2 separate regions of the Canis lupus genome follow, and region 1 is linked to region 2. The links are chromatin contacts, called in public Hi-C maps. All regions are on one chromosome and are shown on one strand. The core of a region is the stretch at or near the end of the contact, and the rest is flanking DNA. Distances in the headings are between cores, read along the strand shown.

What was found. Hi-C and Micro-C count contacts between places; a contact is called where the count stands out from the background.
Region 1: a Hi-C map of blood shows a contact between it and region 2, with 3 times the contacts expected there. The contact joins the promoter of PRIM2 here to the promoter of ZNF451 in region 2. A contact is called at or near these places in 2 of 9 Hi-C or Micro-C datasets (amygdala and blood).

What each region holds. Positions count from the first base shown.
Region 1 is chr12:24,770,514-24,775,680 of UU_Cfam_GSD_1.0, forward strand. It overlaps PRIM2 (DNA primase large subunit), which reads left to right and starts at 1,600. Exons shown (of 14, transcript XM_038554418.1): 1 at 1,600-1,710; 2 at 2,443-2,605; 3 at 4,442-4,545. The coding sequence starts at 2,452.
Region 2 is chr12:24,526,706-24,531,751 of UU_Cfam_GSD_1.0, forward strand. It overlaps ZNF451 (E3 SUMO-protein ligase ZNF451), which reads left to right and starts at 3,655. Exons shown (of 14, transcript XM_038554413.1): 1 at 3,655-3,793; 2 at 4,363-4,446. The coding sequence starts at 3,773.

The sequences.
Region 1 (5,167 bases), core at 350-2,849, 240 kb after region 2:
CCCGATTTTACATTTTTATAGTCAAATCTTTAGATTTCTTTGTACTTTATTTACATTAATTTCCTATCCAGAGATCAGATAAATATTCACGTAAATGTTCCTATCGTCTGTGCTCTAGGTTTTTCAGGCAGTTCTCATGTTTTCAGGTGTCTTCTTTGTATCAGGTTATGTTAATTATGTTGTCTGATACAGAGAGGAAAGAATTAAAGTGAGGCACTGCTGTCAAAACGTGGAATTAGGGATCCCTGGGTGGCGCAGCGGTTTAGCGCCTGCCTTTGGCCCAGGGTGCGATCCTGGAGACCCGGGATCGAATCCCACGTCGGGCTCCCGGTGCATGGAGCCTGCTTCTCCCTCTGCCTGTGTCTCTGCCTCTCTCTCTCTCTGTGTGACTATCATAAATAAATAAATAAATAAATAAAACTTAAAAAAAAAAACCAAAACGTGGAATTGGTACTGTATGCTAGTTAGCACTGTGGTGCTTGGAGTCTCCCTCACTTTGAACCTGGCCCTGTCATTTATACGATCTTTGAAGTAACTTAACTTCTTGCCCTTTTCTGTGGTTTCCTTATCTGTAAAATGGGTTAATAACATAACCTATCTCATACAGTTATGAGAATTGATGAATTGATGTAGAAATCACTTAGAACACGTCCTGATACAAAGTCAGGGCTAGCCGCAGCTTGATCCACGATGGGTAGGTGCTTTGAAGTTTGGTATTGTTTCGATATATTTTGCATTTCTAAAAACCTGACGTTTCCTTTCAAAGCGCTCTTCACCTGCAATGATCACCAGATCTTTCTTCAGCCACTTTAGTGAGGCACGCCTCCTAGAGGCCACAAGTGAAGCTTATTTCGAGCTCCTGAAAACCCTACAGATCTCCTTTGGAGAGCTGGTGTGGCTCTGACCCACCGCTTGCTTCCGATGGACCCCTACTTCTTCCCTCTGAGCCTAATCTCTTCAAATTTCTGCAGGTCCCGGAGCGCGATCTGCGTGTGTGCATTCATCCTAGCTCCAGCCATTTTGCGGGGGCTTACTAAGCGCGAGGCGTGGGGTGGGGGTGGGGGTGGGGGTGGGGAACCCAAGAAGGTCGAATCTGTCTTTACGGTGCTTGCCGTCCCGTAGGGAAAAAAAAAAACCAAAAAAAGAGAACGTGCTGTGCATAGATGGACAAACTAACGTTCATCTTTTAGCTTCCATTTTCTCATCTCTAAAATGGAAGTAATACAACCTACCTTATAGGGTCGCAGAAAAGATTAAACAAGGGAAAACAGAGCCCCCAAGAGCCCCCAACGGGTGAGAAGGGAGCGCAGCCATCGCCTATTGCGGCATCCTCCTCCAGCTCCAGAGCGATCAGTCTACCCGGTGGGTTAAGGCGCCAGGCTCTTGGGAGCGTGGGAACTTCCACCGCTAGTCTTCCCAGTGTCACTCGTCAAAAGCTCCCGGTTGCAGGTACAGGAGGTACAGCTTGCAATCTGGAAACACAAACCATCGAGTTTAAGAAATTCTAAGCCGGCAAAGCGGGCTCAAAGCCCCCGGGAACCCGGGAGCCCCCGCACGGAGCATGCGCAGGGCGCGCGCTGGGTGGGCGGGACGTGCGAAGGGACGCTGTTGTCCTCGTCACTTCCGTTTCCGGTCCCATACGAACTCTCCCGCCATCTGAGGAAAGCGGCTGTTGGGGTTTGTGTGTTTTCGTATTTGGTGTGATTGCAGGTAAGAGGATCTCCTGCGGCTCTAGGACGGACAGTAATCTTGGTGTTGAGGCTTCCAAGTGGGGAAAGAAGGGAGAGCACTTTGCGGGCGGTGAGAGCCGAAGGATGACATGGCGGGGTGAAGGTACTGGGTGTCGGTAGGTTGGGGGCAGACACAGGTGCCAGCGAGTTGAGGGGACAGAAGCTTCGCCTGAGAAGGGCTCGGTTAGGATGGAGGCGGGTAATTTTTATAAGGGGCTTTGGATGCTTTCCTACAAGCCCGGAAAGACTGGATTAGACGTGTTCTGTTTCCCAGGGTTCTGAGGTAGGAAGTAACTGGGCCCGGTGCATTCAGTCTCTGCAAAGCCAGAACCTGCCGCGCTTTCTTCCACATTCAGGATCGCAACCCGTGTTAAATCCCACCTTAACTCTCGCGACCGCAGAGATCTAAGGGCGGTGGCACATAGACTTAGAGTGAACAGGTAACATAGCCTGACTTTGCTGTCGCCGCGAGTTATGGCTTCCACCTGCATACACCTCCCCCCACTCTCATGACGGAACTGTGTCAGGTCCGGTGTAGAAAACCTGGAAAAGGCAGAAAGACAGATTACCCAGGGATAGTCACTGTTAACATTTTATGCATGACCTTTAGGTTTTTTTTTTTTTTTTTCTGTATATGTGAAGTTTCTTTTTGCACTTTTTTTGTGGTCAACCCCACTTGCCATCATTTTAACCATTTTATGTTTCCTTCCAGGGGAATGAGATGCAGTTTTCAGGGGGAATGCGCAAAAAACTGAGGTTGGGAGGTGACCAACGGAAGGCTTCCTACCCTCACAGCCTTCAGTTTTACTTGGAGCCACCTTCTGAAAACATATCTTTGATAGAGTTTGAAAGCTTGGCTATCGATAGAGTTAAATGTGAGTGATATTTGAATTAGCGTTTATATATTCTTGAGAACTTCACTTACACTTTTTGTGGAATGAATGAGGGTAATTTATTTCCTTCAGTTAATTCAAGAAATATTTATTGAGGGCTTGCTTTTTATTTACTGCACAGTGTATGTTTATTGAGTGGCACTATACCCTAGGTTGGGTGGGGATTTTCAGATGAATAATGTAATTCTCATATTTGTTGAAGCTGTATTCTAGTACATAGATACAGACATCCAACGTAATAATCATAATTTAGTATTTTAAATGTCTTACTAGAGGTAAATAGTAGTGTTCTTGAAACAGGTGAGAGTGATTAAGACTGCTTAGAGAAGTTGAAATGAAAAAAAAGAAGTTAAAATGTAGTCTGGACTTGGAAGGAAGAGTAGAAATTTCTCAAAAGAAAAGTAAAAGATTTTTTTTCAAGATGAGATAATGGACTATACAAAGGCTTGGAGGCATGAGAGAATGTTATATTTGAGGGAACAGTGACAAGTTCAGGATAGGTGGAGAAGAATGGATAACCAAGGGCATTTTGTGCCAAGCTAATGGTGTAATATTGGTGTGTAAGGAGGATGTGGCACTTGTACTGCTGGCCTGCTTATCCTCTGTGTGCTAGTGTAAGAAAGAAAGAAGCTGGGCATGAATTGAAGCAGAAGTAATAGCAGTGTCTTCTGAGTTTCTGTTCCAGGATATCCTGGTGGGAAAATCAGAAGGTAAAGTGAGCTAATATTAGTCACTTTTAGAGGAGTAGAGTGGCACCTGCTAATGCAGAAAGAGAGCACTCAGTGCCTGTGGAGTGAAAGAGTGAAGACAGGAGAGAAAGGGGTTTCAGGAAGCTTAGCAGTGTCAGATGCTTCATAGATTAAGATGATGATTGAAAAGTGCCCTTTGAGTTTGGCATTTATGGGGTGAGATGATGAGGGCCTGAATTAAGGCAGTAATGGTGTCAGGAATAGGAAGGGAGTGATTTACAGGATACTGAGGAGGTGTTCCTGAGAGGAGTTGGTGATTATTTGGATGTGAGGAGTGGAGGGGCAGGTGGGAGTGGCTGAAATTTCAGTTGGGATGACCTGGTGCTTAGAACCTGTGCTAATGGAGATGGTATGGCAGGAAGAGGAGTAGGACTGAAGGGAAGAGAATTAGTTTAGTTTGGGATACCATCATGATGTACCTGTGGGGCATGGGTTTATGTTCAGGATTCATTTTAGATGTTTTTCATTGTTGAATTATCAAAATGCTTTTCATATTGATGGAAGTAGAATTCTTCTGAGGAAGGATTGAAAAGGTACTTTGGAAACCTTTGAAAGATACGTGCCTCTGTTCAAGGCAGTTCATTTAGTACACGGGGGGGCTTTGCTTCTTTACTACTACTTCTTTACTTCTTCTTCTCTACTTCATCAGTAAAGGAAGGGCTATTTTTTCTGAGGAGTCTATGCTGAGTCAGTGAAGCAAACTGACAAACAACGTTAGGGATGCAAACAAGGGTGCTTAATTTTTTTTTCATGCCAGCACACATGAATTCCTTGACAGTGGTGGCTCAGTACCAGAGTAATTATCCCCCATCCCTCTCCCTCTGCTTGAGAATCCCTGGTATTAGATTATGTTATGGGACATGGATATTTTCTGCACATGGATGGAGATTATCTTCTTATAAATTTATGTAATTTGTATAATGTACTTACAAAAAATAAAGGTGTTACAACTTGTCATCTTTTAAAAACAAGTAATTATGGAATTGCCATTCATTTGTCTTGGGACCTAGTTTTTAAAAATTACCTTGCATTCATACATTTTCTCTTCTGTTTTTATAATATTTTCTAGTGCTAAAAGCAGTTGAAAATCTTGGTGTAAGCTATGTGAAAGGAATTGAGCCATACCAAAGTAAGTTGGAGAATGAGATCAGAAGGCTCAAGTTTTCCTTCAGAGTAAGTAAAAGCGGGAAAGAAATGTTCTTCAGTTTGTATATATTTCTGTAGTGGGTCTTGGTTGTGGAAAAGATCTTGGATTAGGCCCAGGGCTTTAAAAAAGACTAATATAGCATAGACTCTGCCTGAAGATATATCTGCAGCCCACTAGGGGTGATTGACATATAGTCAGATGATCATAATACAGCAGGGTTTCTCGACCTTGGGATTATTGACATTTGGGCCTGATAATTCCTTGGTGCAGGTAGATGCTCAGTAGTGTCTCTGGCTTCTGTCCAGTAGGTATCTGTAGACATTGCCAGATGTACCCTGTGCACCACAACATGAGGGATGCCGATAGATATGTGCTCTAGGAACTTCAAGAGTACAGAGGATTACCCAGCTCACATTGGGGAGGTTTGGGAAGACATCCCAGTTCTAGCTAGTGCTGGAACTGAATCTGATAGATGTGATCAGATTTTTATTTTAGGAAGATGACTGCCAACAGCAGATTGAATGGGCCATATCTGGTAGGAGGAAAAACAGGTAACCTGGAAATAATGAGAGTGAATTGAATGGGGAGAAGAGGACTGATATTAAGAGATATTATGAAGGTCAAATAAACAGATTCTAGTGACATTGC
Region 2 (5,046 bases), core at 2,405-4,904:
TTTATTTATTTATTCATGAGAGAGAGAGAGAGGCAGAGACACAGGCAGAGGGAGAAGCAGGCTCCATGCAAGGAGCCCGACGTGGGACTGGATCCCGGGACTTGATCCCGGGACTCCAGGATCACGCCCTGAGCCGAAGGCAAGCGCCAAACCGCTGAGCCACCCAGGAATCCTCAGATTGTTACAATTATATCTAAACTTATACTATTGCAACAAGACCAATTTCTTTAATGAATATAAAGCAATTTTAATACTTTTGGTTGTCTATGGTGTTTTCAAAACTCTTGTGACCCACCACAAGTAGAATCTCAAAAGTTTTGTTCAGTGGCTTTTCATGGAGGAATAATGTTACTATGATACAAATACAATGAATGATGATCCTCCAAGTATTTCCAGAAAGGGGGTAGGAAGTTTTGCAAATTACTCAAAATGTGTGATAATGGCACCAAAAACTACTCTCTCCAGTTTGCTTATACAGGCAAATACATCATTGCCTGAAGGGGAAGATGTCCATATTCTAAAGAAGTAATTATTACAGCTTGCTCTGATGAGAAAAGTGGCTTGTGCTTCTGAACTAACCATAGAAATGAACCACCGTCTTTTGTCTTGTTGGAACAGGCTTCTTTTCCATATATGCAACACTTGTACATAATTGCAGACCTGAGAGGAACAAAGAGATTGCATTCGTAGACCTAGTCTTTTATGGGCTAGTCTTTTTTTTTTTTTTTAATTTATTTATTTACGATAGTCACACTCAGAGAGAGAGAGAGAGAGAGGCAGAGACACAGGCAGAGAGAGAAGCAGGCTCCATGCACCAGGAGCCTGACGTGGGATTCGATCCCGGGTCTCCAGGATCGCGCCCTGAGCCAAAGGCAGGCACCAAACCGCTGCGCCACCCAGGGATCCCGGGCTAGTCTTTTATACTCTTTCAGAACCAAATGCTTTTGATTCTGTAACTCCCAGAAAATGATTATGTCAACAGTTCCATATTATCCTCAGAGCCAACTTCTTCTCTGGAGAATATTTTGTTTTGGAATAAATACCTAAAAATCCATTTCTTACTTCATTAGAAATTGTTGAAGAGGCCATTCCAGCTACCAGGTCTTAAAGCCAGAGCATTTAATCCAAACCAAATATGGTTCTTCATAACAGAATTGCATTGGAAATATTTGTGCTTTTACTAAAGCATATTAAGATTTGGTGCTGAGTGTAAATGAATCTTTTTGCTCAAGTTGAATGCTCCTTAAGTAGGTTATAGGTTCATGCTACTTTCTCTTTTATTCAGATTTATGAAAATATTGTATGATAATTCTCACTGAGAGTTTGAGCCTTTCTGATGCATTTAAGTTGCCTCCTGGTGGCATTCCTTTAATCAAGAACCAGGTCTCCAGAATCTTAAATGCTTCTGTGCAGCCAATGTTCAGACAGATAGTTTCATAAATAATCATTCAACAACAACAAAAAAAGCAAGTCAATAGAAAACTCATGAGAACAAAACTAAAGCTGAAGCCCATACTTCTTTGTTACATGGTGAGTTGAAAGAATAGTATCAACATGTCACTGATGTAGATCTAGAAATCTATTATGATGTTGGTTAGGACACAATCTAAGAGAACTAAATTAGAGGAGTTATCAAGGCCAATGATGGGCTCTCTTCAAAATCTTAACTTATGGGATGCCTGGGTGGCTCAGGGCTTGATCCTGGGGTCCTGGGATTGGGTCCCACTTCAGGCTCTCTGAGGGGAGCGTGCTTCTCCCACTGCCTGTGACTGCCTCTGTGTGTCTCTCATGAATAAATAAATTTAAAAAAATTTAAAATCTTACCTCATAAAGCAAAATAATGGATTCATGGCCCAAGTAAAACAACAACAACAAAAAATTTCCTCAGTCATTCAAAAAAGAATTTCCCCATTGTTTTGAACCCTGAACCAACAGGCGAACAACTCTGCTTCTTCCAAATCTAACCAGTTTCCAACTTCACACAGTGGCCTTAATATCACCCTCCCCAGTATCTTCTTAATTTCCTCAGTTTGAGAGACTCCTAAGCTTTTTCTATGTTTTTTTGCTACACCAAGCTAAATAAACCTAGCTTTGTGTTAACGATAGGCACGTGTCTAATATTGTGAGTTTCAAAGGATTTTCTTATAAACATCTACCCAGAGAAAATTACTATTAATGTATAAGTAGTTTTTCTATTTCAGACATGGTTGGCTTGGTGGTTTGACATGGTTCTGATCATATTATATGTCTTGCATTTTTGAAAAATAGTATTTTAGAAATTTTAGCTAAACATTTTCATTGGAGATAAAAACACTCCATAGTATTATATTGGTAGGATACATGCCAAAGCTTAACCATTTCATTTCCTGATCACTAGCCATTTAAATGCTTTCCAATTTTTCTATTACAAACATCTGTTGTAAATAATATTTTGCATAAAGAATTTCCTACGGATTAAAGTATTTCCTCAGGATAAATGTAATGACAACTGAATTGTAGAGTATGAGCATTTGGGGGCTCTTGCCACATAAAGCTTGTTTTTCAAGAGTTTTATCCATGAACTCATACCTGTCACTGGTCTCTCATTCTGTTTGCTTCTAGAATTATCAAACTTCGATAGAAAAGCAAATGAAGTCATAAAACACTTGCTGGAAATGCAGGAAATACCAAATATTAAGAATAATTACCATAGACACAAATACTCAGATGGTAGATTTTGCATATAGACAGGCAAAAACAGGCATCTAAGATTTAAAAGGATTTTCTGCCTGAAAAGGTACTTTTAAAAATTGTCGATGTGGAAAAAAAAGCCGTTTTTTTTTTTTTTTTTGTAAGACACCAAAGTGGGAAGAACCACACAAGTGAACATGAATGAACTATTTCATAGACCACTTTTTGAGTATGAACACTGAAAAAAGGTAAGCTGTTTTTGTAAGGTAATATCCGAGACTATCCTTAAACAGCACGTTATTACCGTGGTCTAGAGCTTGGGGACAGTTAGGTAGGCCTCGGGCCCCGTCCGCTCTGGCCCCGGACTCCCTTGCTTCGTCAGTGTTCTTCAGGCCAACCTGGAAACCGGAGCTGTGGCTCAGAGAACGAAGCTAGGTGAGTAATGCAAGGACACTTTGGATTTCTTTATCCCAAAATTCAACTAAGCCTCCACATTCTGGGCCCACTGCAAAAAAGTTTGAAAAGGATGATCAGAATTTAGTCCCCATCATCCACCTTTGCGACTAAAACTGATAACCGTGAGCTTTGCTTCGACACCCACACATCATCGAATTCCAAAACCTCCTCCACCCACACCCTCGTTCCTGCCCTTCCCTATAAAACAGAACCTAACCCGCCCACAGCTCTGCAAAGCTGCAGCTGACGTCAGCGTGGCAAGACGCATGCGCCATACTTCGGAGTCCTTTTCCGCTCTTTTCCACCGAAGCCGAGACAGTCTCAGGAGCGACGAGAACTACAACTCCCAGCTTCCCGCGCGGCGCGAGGGAGGCGGGCCCAGACTGCGCGACAGAGGCTCGGGGGTGGAGCGGGCCACAGCAGGTCGCTCCGCCTTTTGACGCGGTTTCGCACCTCTTTCCGCCCGCGGCCTCGGCGGCGTCGGCGGCGTCGGCGCTCACGCAGGGGCGGGTCACGGCGGCGCGAAGCGGTGCTGGGCGGGAAGGCAAGTCGTGGCGGCGGCGGCGGCGGCGGCGGGCGCAGCAGCGACGGCGGCGGCGGCGGGGCCCGCAGGAGCGGCGGTGCTGTCAGTTAGGCCGTCGGAGAAATGGGAGACCCGGGGTCGGAGGTGAGTGGTCGGGCGTCGGGCCGCGGCATGGCATGGCGAGCCGAGCCGAGCCGAGCCGGGAAGGGAAGGGAAGGGCTTTGTGTTTGGCGGAGCGTGAGGCCTGGTGCGCGGCGGCAGCCCCGCGGCGGGGCGAGAGGCTCGGCGGCTCGGGCCGAGCCCAGCGGGCGGGCCCGGTGCGGGTGTGAAGGAGGACCCGGCGGCAACAATGGCCGCCCGGCGGCCCCCGGCTCCCTGCGCCGGCCCCGGAGCTCCCCGTGGCAGCTGCCCCGGCCGCGAGAGCGACATTTTGAGACAGGCTCGCCCCTGGGCGGGGAGCGTGCATCCCTCCTCCTCGAGGAGACGGGGGGATGCGCGGGGGCCGGTGAGAGGTTCCCGGCGGCGTCCGCTGCCTGTGGCTCCACGTCTGCAGAGGCATCCCCCGCCTCCATCGGCTCTGCGTGCGCTCGGCTCCACTCGCTTTCCTCGAGAGCTTGCTGCTAGAGCGCTCCCCGTTTTCGTTCCTTCGGGGACAGTCTCTTCCTCCGAGGCTGTGGCTGCATAGCTAAGCGTGTCCTGGCTTGTTTTTATAGATGATAGAATCTGTCCCTCCAGCTGGGCCCGAGGCGTCTGAGGCAACGACGGATGAAAACGAAGATGACATTCAGTTTGTTAGCGTAAGTAGCAACGATATTCGGGTTTTCCTCGGAATCCCGAGACCATGCGTTTAGGTAAGCCCGTTATGTGAGGATACCTCACCTGCGCGTTCTCCATTGAGCCGCCGTGTATGAAGGTCTGGTAGGTGCACCAGACACTTGGGGGCTTGGCGTAGGGTTAGGAAATTGACCAGAGGAGGTCTCTGAGCACCTGCACTGGACACCGCAAAGACTGTTCGAAAAAACATGCCTCACATTTAATCATGCTTCCTGTGCCTTCTTAGCGCCATTTTATGCTTAACCTACGCAAAGTTCCGGTCTCTCAAGAGTGTCCTCTAAGAGATGACCTGCAGGTTCGAGGGAAGGGGCCGCTAACAGATGAGGAAGGAGGTAGAAAACAAGAAGGGTTGCAGGAACTCAAAATCTGAGCGTTCTCTAGTTTCATGACATGAAGGCAAATAGCTTGAAGACTTCACCCACCTCTGACATCATCATGTTACATCATAGTGCAAGAGTAGATATTCATAATGAAGATCCCTGCATTACCAGGAACACACGGTTTTCATAGTTTCTTCCTTTTGGAACAGTGGTCTATAAGCATTGTAAGTGTAAATGTGCAGG